Linked DNA regions of Mus musculus: all the other regions are linked to region 5. A link is a contact called in public HiChIP or PLAC-seq and promoter capture Hi-C data. All regions are on one chromosome and are shown on one strand. The core of a region is the stretch at or near the end of the contact, and the rest is flanking DNA. Distances in the headings are between cores, read along the strand shown. Region 1 holds the start of Tex26 (testis expressed 26). Region 2 has its middle 5.4 kb from the start of Gm35704. Region 3 holds the start of Medag (mesenteric estrogen dependent adipogenesis). Region 4 holds the start of Alox5ap (arachidonate 5-lipoxygenase activating protein). Region 5 holds the start of 2210417A02Rik (RIKEN cDNA 2210417A02 gene).

Region 1 (2,700 bases), core at 78-2,577, 700 kb before region 5:
TCCACACTGAGGCACAGGGGCCTCTGGGCCATGCATGGAAACTGCCTGATCAAGAGCGGGATAGTTCAGTCTGAACATTTGGCATTGGGTACTGAGTGTAGACAGTAGAGTCCCTGGCAGTTTGTGCAGCACCGGAAGTCCTGGGGTACGTGATCAATTCCGTAAGAGGAGGAATCCTAACTCTTATCTGTTCCAGACAAGGAAGGAGACTACTGGCCTAGGAAAATACCTGACAGACAGAGTGTTTAGAAAAAGGGAAATGGAAATTAAGGAGTGCCCTTGGGGATCCTGGGAGCTTTTCCCTCCTCCATCTCCTGACCTCGCCGTCCTATAGAATCTGAAAACATTTAACATTTTTTTTAACTGAATACGCTCCTTCCCGCCCTCCCCCCTCACACACACACTCCAGCTTTCCACTCTTCGTTTACAGAGAACTAGATTGGAATGTAAACACCCACTTCATTGTTCTCTTAGGAGCATCATTCTAAAGAATCCTCACAGCCCCTTAGCCAGCTCGGCTAGACGGCTGCAGCCGGCCATTATTGCTCCGAAGGGATGGATACGCTGACTGTGCACTCAGTAATAATGCTACTCGAGTCGCAACTAACAGCCAGGGGAGGTGATGTCTCTTCACCAACGCAAAACGCTGAGCTGGTAAACCCGCTGCCGCCGCCGCAAGCAGAACCACAGAGCAAGGCTCTCCATCTGTCACCTGGCAGAGCGCCTTTGAAAAGGGCTCAGCTCCCAGCCCAGTCTGCAGACAGAGCAGCCCTGGCCGGCTGATCCCGCCCCTCCCCTCCCTCCCGCCCCACTGAATTTGCTGTTTGCGACTTAAAGAACCAGCCAGACTCCTTCTCTCCCTCCATTACGTCCCCAGTTCTGTTCATTTGTCTTCGGCTCTGTTGTCCTTGGAAGGACACTAGCTGTGGCTTTATCATGTCTCCTCAGGGGTTTCCTTAAGTATTTAAAGGGACACCCCAGAGTTTTAGAGAGGGGAGTATAAAGGGCTGGACAGGAGTGTGATTTTGGACAGCTGATCTTTCTCCCTGACTCACTTGCGCCTCCCTGCCATCTCTAAAAGCGAGGCAAACCTCTCACGATTGATGCCCTTGGGGAAAAAAAAACTGCCTTATTTAAAACAACTCCACCGCACACACAGCACACCACGCCCCGCAGACCCGCAGCGTGGGCAGTCTTACTTGACTGGAGCTTGGGGTCACATTGAGCAGGGCACGAAACCTTGTTCCTATACCGGGCCATCTTGTCCCAAAAGGTCGCCTTCCCGCCCTGACAAGGCAGTAGTACTCCGCTCTGCGCCCCACCCTCTGCGCGTGCCTTTGTGAAGCGTCGCTATGGAGACGCCTCAGTCTCCGCCCCTGGACCCAGAGGGTGAGCGCATCACGCTGATTCCTGACTTTCATGGAGTGCCCTAATCCAATAGTTCTCAACCTATGGACTACGACTCCTTGGGGGTGGGGGGTGTCGAACGAACTTTTCACAGGGGTCACCTAAGACCATCAGGAAACACAGATGTTACCATTATACATTACAATTCATAACCGTAGCAACATTACAGTTATGAAGTAGCCACCAAACAATTTGTAGTTGGGGGGGGGGTCACCACCACATGAGGAACTATATTAAAGGGTCGCAGCATTAGGAAGGTGGAGAGACACTGCTCTGGTCCTTGCAATACTATGCCATTGTTTTATGTATTGGCAAATACGAGCAAACTGGAAAAGGCTGGAAAAAAAAAGTTTATTTTAGCCTGGTATACTGGTGCTCACCGGTGATCCGAGAACTCAGGAGGCTAAGGCAGGAGCCCAACCCTGGAAAGAGATGCCTTGTCTCAAAATATTAAATACCCCGAATATTAAAAACCCAGAAGCAGACAGACAGACGCCCAACCGCAAATTTGTGTCCATTCATAATTTTCAATGTAAGCAAAATTGGGCAAGGTTGGCATGGAAATCTGTAGGACACAGCGACTACACTCAAGGATGAGAAAGATGTGGTATAAGGGAAAGGTAAAAGTTTCGGCATCAGGTCTGTGTGAGGTCAACCCAGAGCATCCTAAGCTAGTGTCTAGTTACTTCAGGGAAACATTGGGCACAGGCTAATTACGGAGAGTCCAGAGGGATAATGGATGCAGCAGGGTCATCCTCCACTACATAGTTTGTCCAGGGGCAGCCTGGGTTACACCAGACCTTATTTTTAATAAATACAAAAAATCCCAAACTATATTCCTAGTACCAATCATAGGATGCCACTTTGTTACTGTACACTGGCCGGCTGATCCTACCCACTTATACATGTTAGAGTGTGGCTTTTAATTTTTTTCCACTTGTGATCACACTGTGCCTGAGAAATTTTTATGCCAGCTAGAGTATATAAGGTATATAAGACAAATACACAGGTCACATGTTTATTGATAATGAACCATGAGGAGCTTTATTTTAAAAAGCAATTCATTGCTGTGCATACAATTTTACCATCTATGAAAGATATGAAGCAAATTTGCATATTAATGAGACGTCATATTATTGAGGTTGCATATTAATGAGATGACCTGTTTATCTTACATAAATAATTAAATCTCGGCTGAATAGGAGATGCTGAATATGAGACCATCTTCGGGGCTTTTCAGAATCCATCAATATTTTGGTTCCTATAATCACCAGTACTTGGAAGACCATTTTG
Region 2 (2,700 bases), core at 155-2,654, 610 kb before region 5:
CAAAATAATTTTATGACTGCGGGTCACCCCAACATGATGAACTGTATTAAAGGACTGCAGAGTTGGGAAGACTGAGAACCACTCCTCCAGAGAGTTGCCAGTTACCATGGCAAAGGAAAAGGATATGGATAGGCAAGGCACTGGTGGTTAACGTGCACACACAGAGGGAACAGTCACCTTCCTTCCTCACAGGCCGCCTGGCTATGACCAACTAAACAATAAGATTGTGAACCACTGCAGGCCTGGGATCATGGGAGCACACACTCTAACACATCTCTCATGTTTGGTTGTACCAACAATCCAGCTTTAGACTGTCAGGGATTCCCCAGGGCCAGGGACCTCCCCAATGCTAGGGGCTCCTCAATGCCAGGAAGTTAGGGACCCTCAATGGTAGCCCTCATACCAAAGTGCCACCTTTCTAGGGATTACCTACTGTCTTAGGTGCACAAAACATCAGGACCAAGAAGTAAGTTGGGGAGGAAAGGGTTTATTCAGCTTACACTTCCACACTGCTGTTCATCCCCAAAGGAACTCAAGCAGGTCAGGAAGCAGGAGCTGATGCAGAGGCCATGGAGGGATGGCACTTACTGGCTTACTTCCCCTGGCTTTCTCAGCTTGCTCACTTATAGAACCAAGACTACCAGCCCAGGGATGGCACCACCCACCATGGGTCCTCCCACCTTGATCACTAGTTGAGAAAATGCCTTACAGCTGGATCTCATGGAGGCATTTCCTCACCTGAGGCTCCTTTCTCTGTGGTAACTCCAGCTGTGTCAAGTTGACACACAAAACCAGCCAGTACACCTACCAACAAGGACTACTCGTAAAGATTCCCCTAATATAAAGAGCTCCATGTACCAAGACTCTCTTAACATAAAAGCCCCAGTTGGAGATCCTTCCAGTGCAAAGGCCATTCTCCAAACCCCCTGTTTTTGGGCTTCTGGGGGCTACTGGTGCTGGACACTGAGACAAGCACTCTGGCTGCTTGCATATCTTTTCCATGGGGGTCCCCTCCCTCTACAGAGCTCCCTACATTTCTAAAACCGGTAGCAAAGAATAGCCTGAATCCTAAAGACCTCCCAGAGCCCACGGTTGACACAGGCCTCTAGGACAGAACACAAAAGCTGCCCAGGGACTCCGACTGGTGAGAGCCCTTGGCTTCCTGGGGGGACCCCTCTGACCCACAGCTCCCACCGGTGGAGGCTGGCATTTAGTCCTGTTGGGCTAGTATAGACTACTTGGCCCAGGACTGACCCGGAGGGTCCCTGGAACCAAAAGGCAGCTGTTGTTTAAAAATCAACACGGAGAGGAAATGAAAAACACCCGCCCAGGCCTCCCAGGGCCAAGAGACTGATGGCTGCTGGATGAGGCGGTTTCTGGAAGAGGCATGACTAATGGCCCTACTGAAAGTGCCCTGGCCAAGTGCCAGCAGCTCCCGTCAACGCCTTGTCTCTGCAGCAGTCAGGTGTGGCTGGGAGACAAAGGGGCCGTCTGTGTGCTGGCGGGTCTTGGACCCAGTGGCTTTTTGAGTCAGGCAATGGTGTCACAGGAGCCCCTGGAGGGGCTGGGGGCGGGGTTTGGATAGAAAGAGGGCCTGGAGGGGTACTGCCTGCCAAGGTTCGCTCACACCTCGCCACCAGGAGAGGCAAAGCCATCTGCCATCTAGCCACCCAGTGGAACAAAAGAGCAAGCACCCTGTCCCCTCCCGCCCCACCACACCTTTCAAGTCTCCAGTGCCTGGGACCTTCCCTGAAGCATCCTTTCAGGGAAGTCCTGCTAGCTGGGCCCTGCCACGTCTGGTGCCTGTGTCTTGTTTGGTATACGCCCTCCGACAACTGCTATAACCAACTACGAATTACAATCCACGGATAAAGAAACTGAGGTTCAGCTAAGGCTGTGAATCTGCCCCAAACCATCCCTGCTCCCATCACTAGAACTATTCCCAACAGAACCAAACTAAATACAAAGTCCCTCCACTAATGGGCGTTCCCAGCCGTAGAGGCTCGCACCAGCTGGCCCATGATAGCTGTGAATGCCGCTCAACCTTATTTACAAATGTCAAGGACCATGTTGCAATGTCAAAAGGATGGGTACCCCTGCTAGACTAGTCCAGGATCCCGGTGAGCCAGCTCTCCCCACAAAACTTAAAAGAAAACCCAATAATGAGAAAGAACGTTTTTATGCAAGTCAAAAGTAATGCAAAAAAACCCACAATCAGAGAAGACTAGAAAAAGAAAGGGCCCAGCCTTGTATTTACACAATCGGAGAGTACGCCCTCCCTCACCTCATTTCCAGTGGGGAAGGTACCATAGCTCTAGATTCATCTCCACTGCCATTCACCATCACCAAAACATTGTCACTGCCACGGGGGATGGGGAGAGACAGTCCCTGTGTCCCTCCCCAGACACTTGAGTTATAGCAAGATCTGTCCCCATGTACCTTGTCCACCCCACCAAGGTCCCCTCTGGGTGACACCTCTCTTTCTCTGTGCTACTGTCTGCCGGGACCTCTGTACATGAAGAAACATAGTTGACCTTCAACAGATTCAAGTAACTATTTTTACAGACTCTCGGCCCTGGCGTGCACAAGAACCTGACCAGGTATCAGTCTAGAGTCCCTTTGTTAATTACTTTCCACTACTGTGACAAAATACCCAAGGGAAACAAGTTGAAAAGGAAGAAAGGTTTGTTTGGGCACACA
Region 3 (2,700 bases), core at 85-2,584, 670 kb before region 5:
GCAGTGTCTAGCCCTTTGGCTGCACCCTAGCCCAGTGATAAATACATCGTATCTTCACAATCGGGCCGGCTGCGGATCGCTCAGACTCCAGACTCACTTGGTTCTGGGGCACTGAGCACCCTATTATACATGGATGAGGGCCATGTACCCTATTCCTTCAAGGTGACCCGGTAATGCTGAGATCAAAGTTGGCTTCCACATCCTTGCCAGCTTCAAGCCTACCAATGGACGTCTGAGTCCTCTTGGCCACGACAGCTCCTGAGGACCACTGGATAAAGGCCAGGGTCTCACAGTGCTCTGCAAAAAACCACGAAGCTATCTTTGCCCTTATTTCTGCCCAAGCTGTCTATTCACCCAAGAGCCAACACGGGGTCTGGGGTTCTGGGGGCCCTTTTTCTTCTTCACTATAGTTGCTTGGTTTAAGAAACACCGAGAGAGCAATTACTCTGGGAAAATGAACTATCTGCATGCTCCAGCTGCATAAAGTTATTCTCGCTCATAACTAAAGCTAGGTGCGAGGATCCGCATCCAAGACATCTCCTGAGGGTTGTGCCTGCACACTGAGCTCATCCGACCTAGTTTAAGGGCAGAATGGAAAAAACTTGCCACCAGCTTGTTGGGTGGGACTGAGTGTGCTTCCCACCCGATCCTCCCTACATTCTCAGCAAAACGCCCTAGTTACCTGCTTGGGGGCTGGGGGGAGGAGGGTTCGGGCTGTAGGGTGGCAGGTAGGTTATCTCCATCTCCAGTCCCCAGTCTACCAGAGACAGGGCAGCAGCCAGATAGAGGATTTGCTCCAGGCTAGAGCACACGGTGTGGCCACCTACCTCTTGATGTAGCTGCTGAGGCGATAGAGCTGCCCTTCTAGGCGCACAAGGCCGTCCCCGAAGACGTTGAAGCCCCCACGTGCGGCCGCGGGTTCCCCGGGCCCGGGCACCAGGAGCTGCTCACCGCGCAGTTGGAAGGCACCAGGCTGTAGGCGGAGCAGCTGCGACAGGGGCAGCAGGGCCAGCTCGCAGTCGCACGTCCACAGACTGCGCAGCTCCCCGGATGAAATGGAGGTCAGGCTGGGTCTGGCCACAGGCTCGCACGCTGCAGTGGCCATACTCAGGCTGTGGCTCTGTCCCCTTCCTACCCTGAGGGTCGCTAAGTGGGAGGAGTAAATCTGTGGTCTGTCCCGAGCTACCTTGGGCTGCGTGCAAGTAGTAAGTAGCTCAGGAGCCCTCTTGTCACCTTGAAGGTTGCCCACCCTTGTGGAGCGCTGCAGGCAGGACACTGAGAAAGCGGTCCCCGCGCTGCGCAGCCCCTTTTATCAGGCACCAGGCACGCCCCTCCGGCCCCCAGGCAGGACCCCAGATGCTCCTCCGCTCCGGCAGAGCAATCAGTGTTTCATAACTTGGCATGCTCCCACCTCGCCTGCTCACAGCCAAGACTAACTTAGTCATCCCACTCGGGTCAGACACTCAGCCCCCGCGCGGGGCCCTCCCTGCCTGGTCCACACTGCATGGTGCAGCATCCTCCCCACGACAGATGCCCAGGCCTGGCTCAGCGCCGATTAATCCCTCAGGTACCACAAAGCGTTCCTGACCACTTCTCCACCTGGGGCCCAGGGGCTGTCAGCTTAGGCTGGGAGTTGCTGCATCCGTATCTACATCCCCCATTCTATGCCTCATCTGTCTGCAGCTCACTCCACCTCCACCTAGATGACCCAGCTTTTCCTTCTCTCAGCACTTCCTGGAGCGGGTTCCCACCCAGCATCCTTCCATGAAGGCCTGCCACTTTCCCAAAAGGTTTTCCTGCATCCCCTGTGCACTCCAGACCTTGACCCTCTTGCTTTTCGCTGCCCGGTGGCCCCTTGACAGCTTTGTGCTTGGATTCAAGCGGGAAGTCCCCTAGCAGGCCTTCCCAGCCCTAGTCCCAGAATCTGTTAATTTGCTCAGTTTATAAATATTTGAGTGCTCTGGCTACGTGCTCACACGTCTCCTGAGGGATGAAAAGACTATTCCTTTCAATTTAATTAAATGACTATTTCCAGCCTATCTAGTAGAAGATGAAGAATAAGCTAAATCCTGAGAATGTGGGTGGATAACCACAACCCCTGTTATCATCCAACTTGTAGTCTAACAGAGGAGCAGGCATGTGTTCCAGCAATTACATTGACTGAGTCTCTGCTCTCGGTAAGCTGGCATGAGACTCCAGGCAGCGCCGAGAGGTAAAATTTAGAGTCTATCTTCAGTTTGTCTCTGAGAGCCTCCATAGAGCCTGGGTTTAATTGATTCAAACAGAAGCATTTCTGCTACATTTCACTTTTGCCATTTACTTTTGAAGGTTTTAAGTTATTTTTATTTGTGTGTGTGTGTGTGTGTGTGTGTGTGTGTGTGTGTGTATGAGTGTTTGCATGTATGTATGCACACCTCATAACCACCGAACCATCATCTCTCCAGCACCCTCACCCCAGGTGTTGTAGAATTTTTATTCTGCTTGCTTCATTTGATGGTAAGAAGCACGTTGTGTTTCAAACAGCACTGCCTTGGTAAACTATTTCAAACCACTAAGCTATTTTCCATCAAAGGAATGCACTCTTCTTTGTCTAGACTTTCCTTTACTGCAACATTAAAATCACTTTGTTTTCTCTTACTATGGTAACACACCATTACACTTTCCATCTTTTCTGCACTCCCTCCCCTCTCAGAAATGGAG
Region 4 (2,700 bases), core at 110-2,609, 520 kb before region 5:
GATAGATAGATAGATAGATAGATAGATAGATAGATAGATAGATAGATAGAAAAACAGACGTGCGTGTGTGTGTGCGTGCGTGCATGCGTGAGAGTGTGTGTGTGTGTGTGTGTGTGTGTGTGTGTGTGTGTTTAATGGCAATACTAAGAAATAGGAACATTTCCCCAGACAGACAGATGATAGATAATAGATAAATACATAGACAGACAGACAGATAATAGATAGGACTTATATATAAATAGATGATAGGTAAATAGATAGATGTGAGTCGTGAGGATCATGAACCCTTTGGGGGTCAAATGACCCTTTCACAGAATTCACCTCAGATCATTAGAAAGCACAGGTATTTATTTATATTACAATCTTTAACAGCAGCAAAATGACAGTTATGGAGTAGCAACAAAAATAATTTATGCTTGGGCGTCACCACAACCTGAGATACTGTGTCAAAGGGCTAGGAAGGTTGAGATAGATAGATGGATAGAACATGACTGACTGACTGACAGACAGACAGACAGACAGACAGACAGACAGACAGACAGACGTGTGTGTGTGTGTGTGTGTGTGTGTGTGTGTGTGTGTGTGTGTGTGTGTGTAAAGCTGTACACCAAAAGGCTGGGGCATAGATGTGTAGTAGAGAATATACAGAAGGTATGCAGGGCCCTGAGTTCTATCCCCAGGACCACAAAACAAAACAAAACTAAAAATAGCCTTACGCATTGTTCTTTGATGTTTCTTCAAAAGAACTTATTTAAGTACAGAAGTAAAAAGATGATAAAGACTTTCTCCTTTATAGCTCGCAAGACTACCCCTTGCCTGACACAGACGACAGACGACCTGGGTCCTGCTGCAAATTGGCTCATTCAGGCGGGTGTCCAAGGGAGCACAGACCCCCACACTCTCTCCAGGCTGGCCCTCCTCTTCCACCCTTCATGCCCTTGCTCCACCAAGACACTTGGGCCAAGTTTCTCACCAGCCCTTCAGGTTGCTCTCCATCCTCTGCAAACACACCTGACATCATCCTTCAAGTGAGAGAAGGAAACCCCAAACTCACACAGAACAGGACCCACCCCTGCACACTCACGTACACAGCAATAAATACAGACGTGTGCATAGTGCACACAGAATGGTGTGTGCCTGGCTTCCAGCACCCCTGCTCTCCCTGAGGAAGGGCCCTTACCATTCTGGACCACGCTGATGAGGGTGACAAGGGCCAGGAGCACAACGTTGCCCACAGCCTCTTGATCCATGCTTGCTTCAGGCCCGCCAGAGACAACCAGGCTGGTGCTAGCACCTCAGCCTTCCTGCGCAGAAAGGGGAAGTGCCAGGCTGTGCTCTGCCTTTTACCATCAGTTTCCAAAGGTCCCCAGCACAGCCACTCAGTGCTCCTGCTCCTCCCCTTGTCCCCCTCTTCTTCCTCCCCCTCCTTTTGTTCCTGCTCCTCCCCTCTTCCTGCTCCTCCCTTTCCCCTTGCTCCTTCCCTCTTCCTCTTGCACTACCCTCTCCCCTTGCTCCCCCTCCTTTTTTGCTCCTCTCCCTCCTCCACCTGCTCCTCCTCCTATTGCCCCTTCCCTCCTCCTCTTGCTCTACCTCCTCACTTTGCTCCTACTTCTCCTCTTGCTCCTTTTCCCTCCCCTTCTTCTTTCATCTCCCTTCCCCTTTCTTCTCTTTCTCTCCTTCCTTCCCTTACTCCTCCACCTCTTGCTCCTCCCATTCCTACCCTTGCTCCTCCTCCTTCTTCTGCCTTTAGTTTTCATTCTTCCTCTTCTAATTGTTATTCAACAAAGTTGCAGGACCTGTGGTTTTGAGTTACCTTCCAGGAGTCACAGAGTCAGAGGGAGAGGGAAGTGCAGCGTATTCTTTGATGTTGCTTACTATGGGCAGCCTCGCTAGGAGCATAAGCATGAAATCTGGACCCTGCACAGCACGAGGAGCCCGGAGCCACTACCACTTCTTACACTGGCAAAAATAAAGAAAAGGGAAAATGAGATTTAAAAAAAGAAGAAAAAGAAAAGGAAATAAAATGAATACAGCACCAAAAAGACGTGCGTCCTGAGTATGCCCTTGGTTCTTTGAATTCCTCCTGGTAAATAAATGTCATTTGACACATTGTACAGTGCAGAATAGCAGCCACATAGGCTGGGGTGAATGGATGGATGGGTGAATGGATAGATGGGTGAATGGGTGAATGGATGAATGGATGGATGGATGAATGGATGGATGGGTGATTAGATGGATGGGTGAATGGATGGATGGATGAGTGGATGGATGGGTGAGTGGATGGATAGGTGAGTGGATGGATGGGTGAAGGAAAGAAGGAGTGAATGAATGATAAGACAACCAGTGGCTCCTTTCCTGCAATAAAATAAAACTATGGGACTTGGGAGACAGCTTCATTGGAAAGTGTTTTCCATGCAAGCTTGAGGACCTGAGTTCAGTCCCCACATCACCTAAGAAGCCACGTGTGGTAGAATGTGTGTAACCCCAATATTACAGGAAGAGGGGCAGGAGCATCCTCAGGCTCACTGGCCAGCCACCCTAGCTTAATGGAGAGTCCCAGGCAGGGAAAGACCCTGCTTCAAGAGATAAAGTGGATGGCACTTGAGGAACTAGAACCAAGGTTTGCCTCTGCCCTCCACAGACACATACATGTGCATACACGCACGTGCACGCACAAAAAAAGTCAATAAAATAAATGTT
Region 5 (2,700 bases), core at 20-2,519:
GTAGGTGTATGTGTCTTGGGGTGCGGGGTATGTAGGTACAGGCAGATAACTTGGATTCCCAAAGCAAGAGTCTCAGGCATTGTGGGTGCTGGGACCTGAACTCAGTCCTCTGCAAGAGTGGTATATAACCTTAACTGACGAGCCTACTCTCCAGCCATATCTTCAAATCTAATCAATACTGTTCAGTTTCCTGCTGGAGAATTCTTAATGCACAAGGGCAAGGGTCACTCAAATGACGGCTTCAAGACATATAGAATCCAAAGCTTGACTCTTTCAGATCATCTCCTGGAGAACGGTTTTTCTTTTCTTCCTTAGGAATAGAGGGGCTTCAACGGGTCCTTCAACCGAGAACAAGATACGGGAAGGCTTACTTCCTGAGAGAGGGATGTAGGGAAGAAAGACAGAGGCGGAACTGTGTGCTGTTCCTTTCCCAGGATTCCCCTCAGGGTGCACAGCAGGTGGGAATCACAGCTGCTTTCTCAGACTTAGATTACAGTTCCTGCAAACAGACTCTCTTCTTTCCTTTTCTGACCCAGCAGACTGCTAAGGCGATTAAACATATCTCTGCTCTCAGGTACCAAGTGTGGTGCAGCAAAGAGTTGGACATTGTAACAGTTAGAATTAAGGCCCTTAAAAAGGAGATTCTAAAGGGGCTAGAGAGATGGCTCTGTGGTTAGGAACACTGGCTGCTCTTCCAAAGGGCCTGGTGGCTCCCAACCATGTGAAAGTGCCTGGGAATTTCCAGGTCCTGGGAATCTGATGCCCCCTTCTGGCCTCTATGGGTATTGCATCCATGTGGTGCACAGACATTTATGCAGGCAAACGTTCATACACATAAAATAAAAATAAATCTTTGAAAAGAGAGAAAGAGGGGCTGGAGAGATGGTTCAATAGTTAAGAGAATTTGCCATGTCCTGCTCCACACATCCTTCTCTCGGGCTTCTTGACTCAGCTTGCGGCTCTGTGAATTTTCTTCTGCTCGCCCAGAGCTCTGTGGCAGGGGTCACCCTTCCCACCTGCCTTGCCAGGTCGCCCTCCCCAACACCCCCACTGTTGCCCCATCTCCCCTGTCCCCAGTCAGGTCCCGAGTGCTCCCACCTGCCCTCTCTGCCAGCCACTCATACCTTGGACTCTTTGAGGGTGACTGGAAAGGAGAAGCAAGACCGTGTCGTCATCTAACTTTCCTGTGAAACCCGCGCAGCCGCGGGTCCTAGCACAGAGTCTGAGTTCAGAGTTTACAAAGCTTCTGTTAACTGCTTCCTGCTCTTCCAGCAAGTTCTACAAACCGAACTACAGTTCCCTTCAGGCTTCTCGAACTCACTTCCGGTGCTTCTTGCAGGAAGCCCGAGAGAAGGATGGGTGGAGCCCCACTGGGCTTTCCCCAATTCAATCAGTTTATAAACTAAACTTCATTTCCATGGGGGCAGCTCTTTGAGCTCCCCGCACCCGGAAGTCTCCAGTGGCTCCAGAAGTCTCCCTTGGCACTATCCCATTTCCTTCGGCTCTTCAGCATCACACACATCATGCCTTCACGTCTGAGCTCCTCTCCAGCCTGCAAAATGATCAACAGATGGGGACCACTGTGTCTCCAGAGCCTACCTCATAGTAGGTGCTCAATAAGTATTTGCCGCATGAATGGCTCTTCCGGGGTGCGTAGTAAACACTTGGTAAGAGTAAGCTGAATCATCGAAGGTCCATTTCTGTTTAAGCCTTTATCAACTCAAAACAGGAATTTGACAATGACACCCCCTCCATATTGGCTGCAGAACACATCCAGATTAACTGTCACAAAGCGCCACACTCATCAGGTAACTCTAAAGGAAATTTATCCACAGCTTCCCAATAAATTCTGAGCAAACCTCCCGCCCTCTGTGGCTGGGTCAGGGCCTACAGAATTTCTGGCTTGGAGCCTGGGGTTGTGATGTCAGCCTTCAGGGTTTCTGAGAGCTGAGTGTCTGCCCAGTGCTGTTTGTTTGCAGAACTGGCTCCCTCTCCTAAGCGCCCTGTTTGCACAGGGGTGTTTGCAGCTAGCCGCAGCCTGTGATTAAATCGAAAGCGGCTTGGTGTTTGAACTTGGTCATTCCTGAAGGTCACCAGTGGGCGGTCTCCAGGAGGTCAGCAGCTGCATGCACGAGGCCTTTCAATGACCCCTAATTAACATCTGTACTTGGGAGGACAGAAAAGAAAAAGAGGTGGTGTTTGGCATGTGTCTGGGTGGCTGAGTTATGACACTTTCAAACTTTAAGTGGTTATCTGTCTGATAATTTTTTTTTTTTTTAATGAGGAAGCCCGCTGTCCTTGGGCCCAGAAATATCTGGGTCTGGCTTTTCTAGACATACAAGGTGCTGTCTCGGCAAATTGTGGCTGTAGCTTGTGCAGATGGGAGGTGACACACCACTGGCTGCTTTTCGGCCTTGGGTATAATTGTTGGTGCGGGTGTTGTCTATGGCCCTGTTTACAAGCCTCTGGCAGCCCCTGGCATTAAACACCCCTGGGCGCTTCCTCTGCCAGGATGTGTCCATCTGGAAACAGGTGGGGGAATTATACCTTGGCAACACACACACACACACACACACACACACACATACACACACACACAAGGCCTAGCTATTTAAGCTCTTTCTTCTACCGAGGAGGAAGTCAGGTGATAGCACAGACCTTTTGACACCGGCTCTCCGTCTGCACTCAACAGTGAGTTTG

What was found. Promoter capture Hi-C pulls out the DNA fragments that hold promoters and counts their contacts. HiChIP or PLAC-seq counts read pairs in DNA pulled down with a chosen protein or histone mark.
Region 1: a promoter capture Hi-C map of pre-B cells shows a contact between it and region 5, with 4 times the contacts expected there. The contact joins the promoter of Tex26 here to the promoter of 2210417A02Rik in region 5. A contact is called at or near these places in 4 of 39 promoter capture datasets (HPC-7-derived erythroid cells, hematopoietic stem and progenitor cells, hippocampal neurons and 1 more) and 1 of 115 datasets of contacts at active chromatin or transcription factors (pancreatic cancer cells).
Region 2: a contact with region 5 is called in a FOXA1 HiChIP or PLAC-seq map of pancreatic cancer cells. The contact joins the enhancer-like site here to the promoter of 2210417A02Rik in region 5. A contact is called at or near these places in 10 of 39 promoter capture datasets (the C10 cell line, the HPC-7 cell line, HPC-7-derived erythroid cells and 6 more) and 1 of 115 datasets of contacts at active chromatin or transcription factors (pancreatic cancer cells).
Region 3: a contact with region 5 is called in a FOXA1 HiChIP or PLAC-seq map of pancreatic cancer cells. The contact joins the promoter of Medag here to the promoter of 2210417A02Rik in region 5. A contact is called at or near these places in 1 of 15 datasets of contacts at CTCF or cohesin (large pre-B cells), 1 of 484 Hi-C or Micro-C datasets (CD4 T cells) and 2 of 115 datasets of contacts at active chromatin or transcription factors (large pre-B cells and pancreatic cancer cells).
Region 4: a promoter capture Hi-C map of pre-B cells shows a contact between it and region 5, with 5 times the contacts expected there. The contact joins the promoter of Alox5ap here to the promoter of 2210417A02Rik in region 5. A contact is called at or near these places in 6 of 39 promoter capture datasets (the C10 cell line, hippocampal neurons, liver and 2 more) and 1 of 15 datasets of contacts at CTCF or cohesin (large pre-B cells).

The regions. Positions count from the first base shown.
Region 1 is chr5:149,438,287-149,440,986 of GRCm38.p6, reverse strand. It overlaps Tex26 (testis expressed 26), which reads right to left and starts at 1,327. Exons shown (of 7, transcript NM_029464.2): 1 at 1,200-1,327. The coding sequence starts at 1,260.
Region 2 is chr5:149,352,060-149,354,759 of GRCm38.p6, reverse strand. No RefSeq gene overlaps it. Among named protein-coding and RNA genes, the nearest start is that of Gm35704, 5.4 kb to the right of the region's middle. RefSeq lists an enhancer at 393-2,601. Within about 2 kb of position 1,404, at least 153 of the 459 cell types and tissues checked have an H3K27ac peak or open chromatin away from gene starts, as enhancers often do. A contact at or near this core is called in hematopoietic stem and progenitor cells and pancreatic cancer cells, where this site is marked.
Region 3 is chr5:149,410,383-149,413,082 of GRCm38.p6, reverse strand. Medag (mesenteric estrogen dependent adipogenesis) reads right to left here and starts at 1,334. Exons shown (of 5, transcript NM_027519.4): 1 at 828-1,334. The coding sequence starts at 1,105.
Region 4 is chr5:149,263,663-149,266,362 of GRCm38.p6, reverse strand. It overlaps Alox5ap (arachidonate 5-lipoxygenase activating protein), which reads right to left and starts at 1,359. Exons shown (of 5, transcript NM_009663.2): 1 at 1,181-1,359. The coding sequence starts at 1,250.
Region 5 is chr5:148,740,409-148,743,108 of GRCm38.p6, reverse strand. It overlaps 2210417A02Rik (RIKEN cDNA 2210417A02 gene), which reads right to left and starts at 1,269. Exons shown (of 2, transcript NR_028285.1): 1 at 1,125-1,269; 2 at 1-374.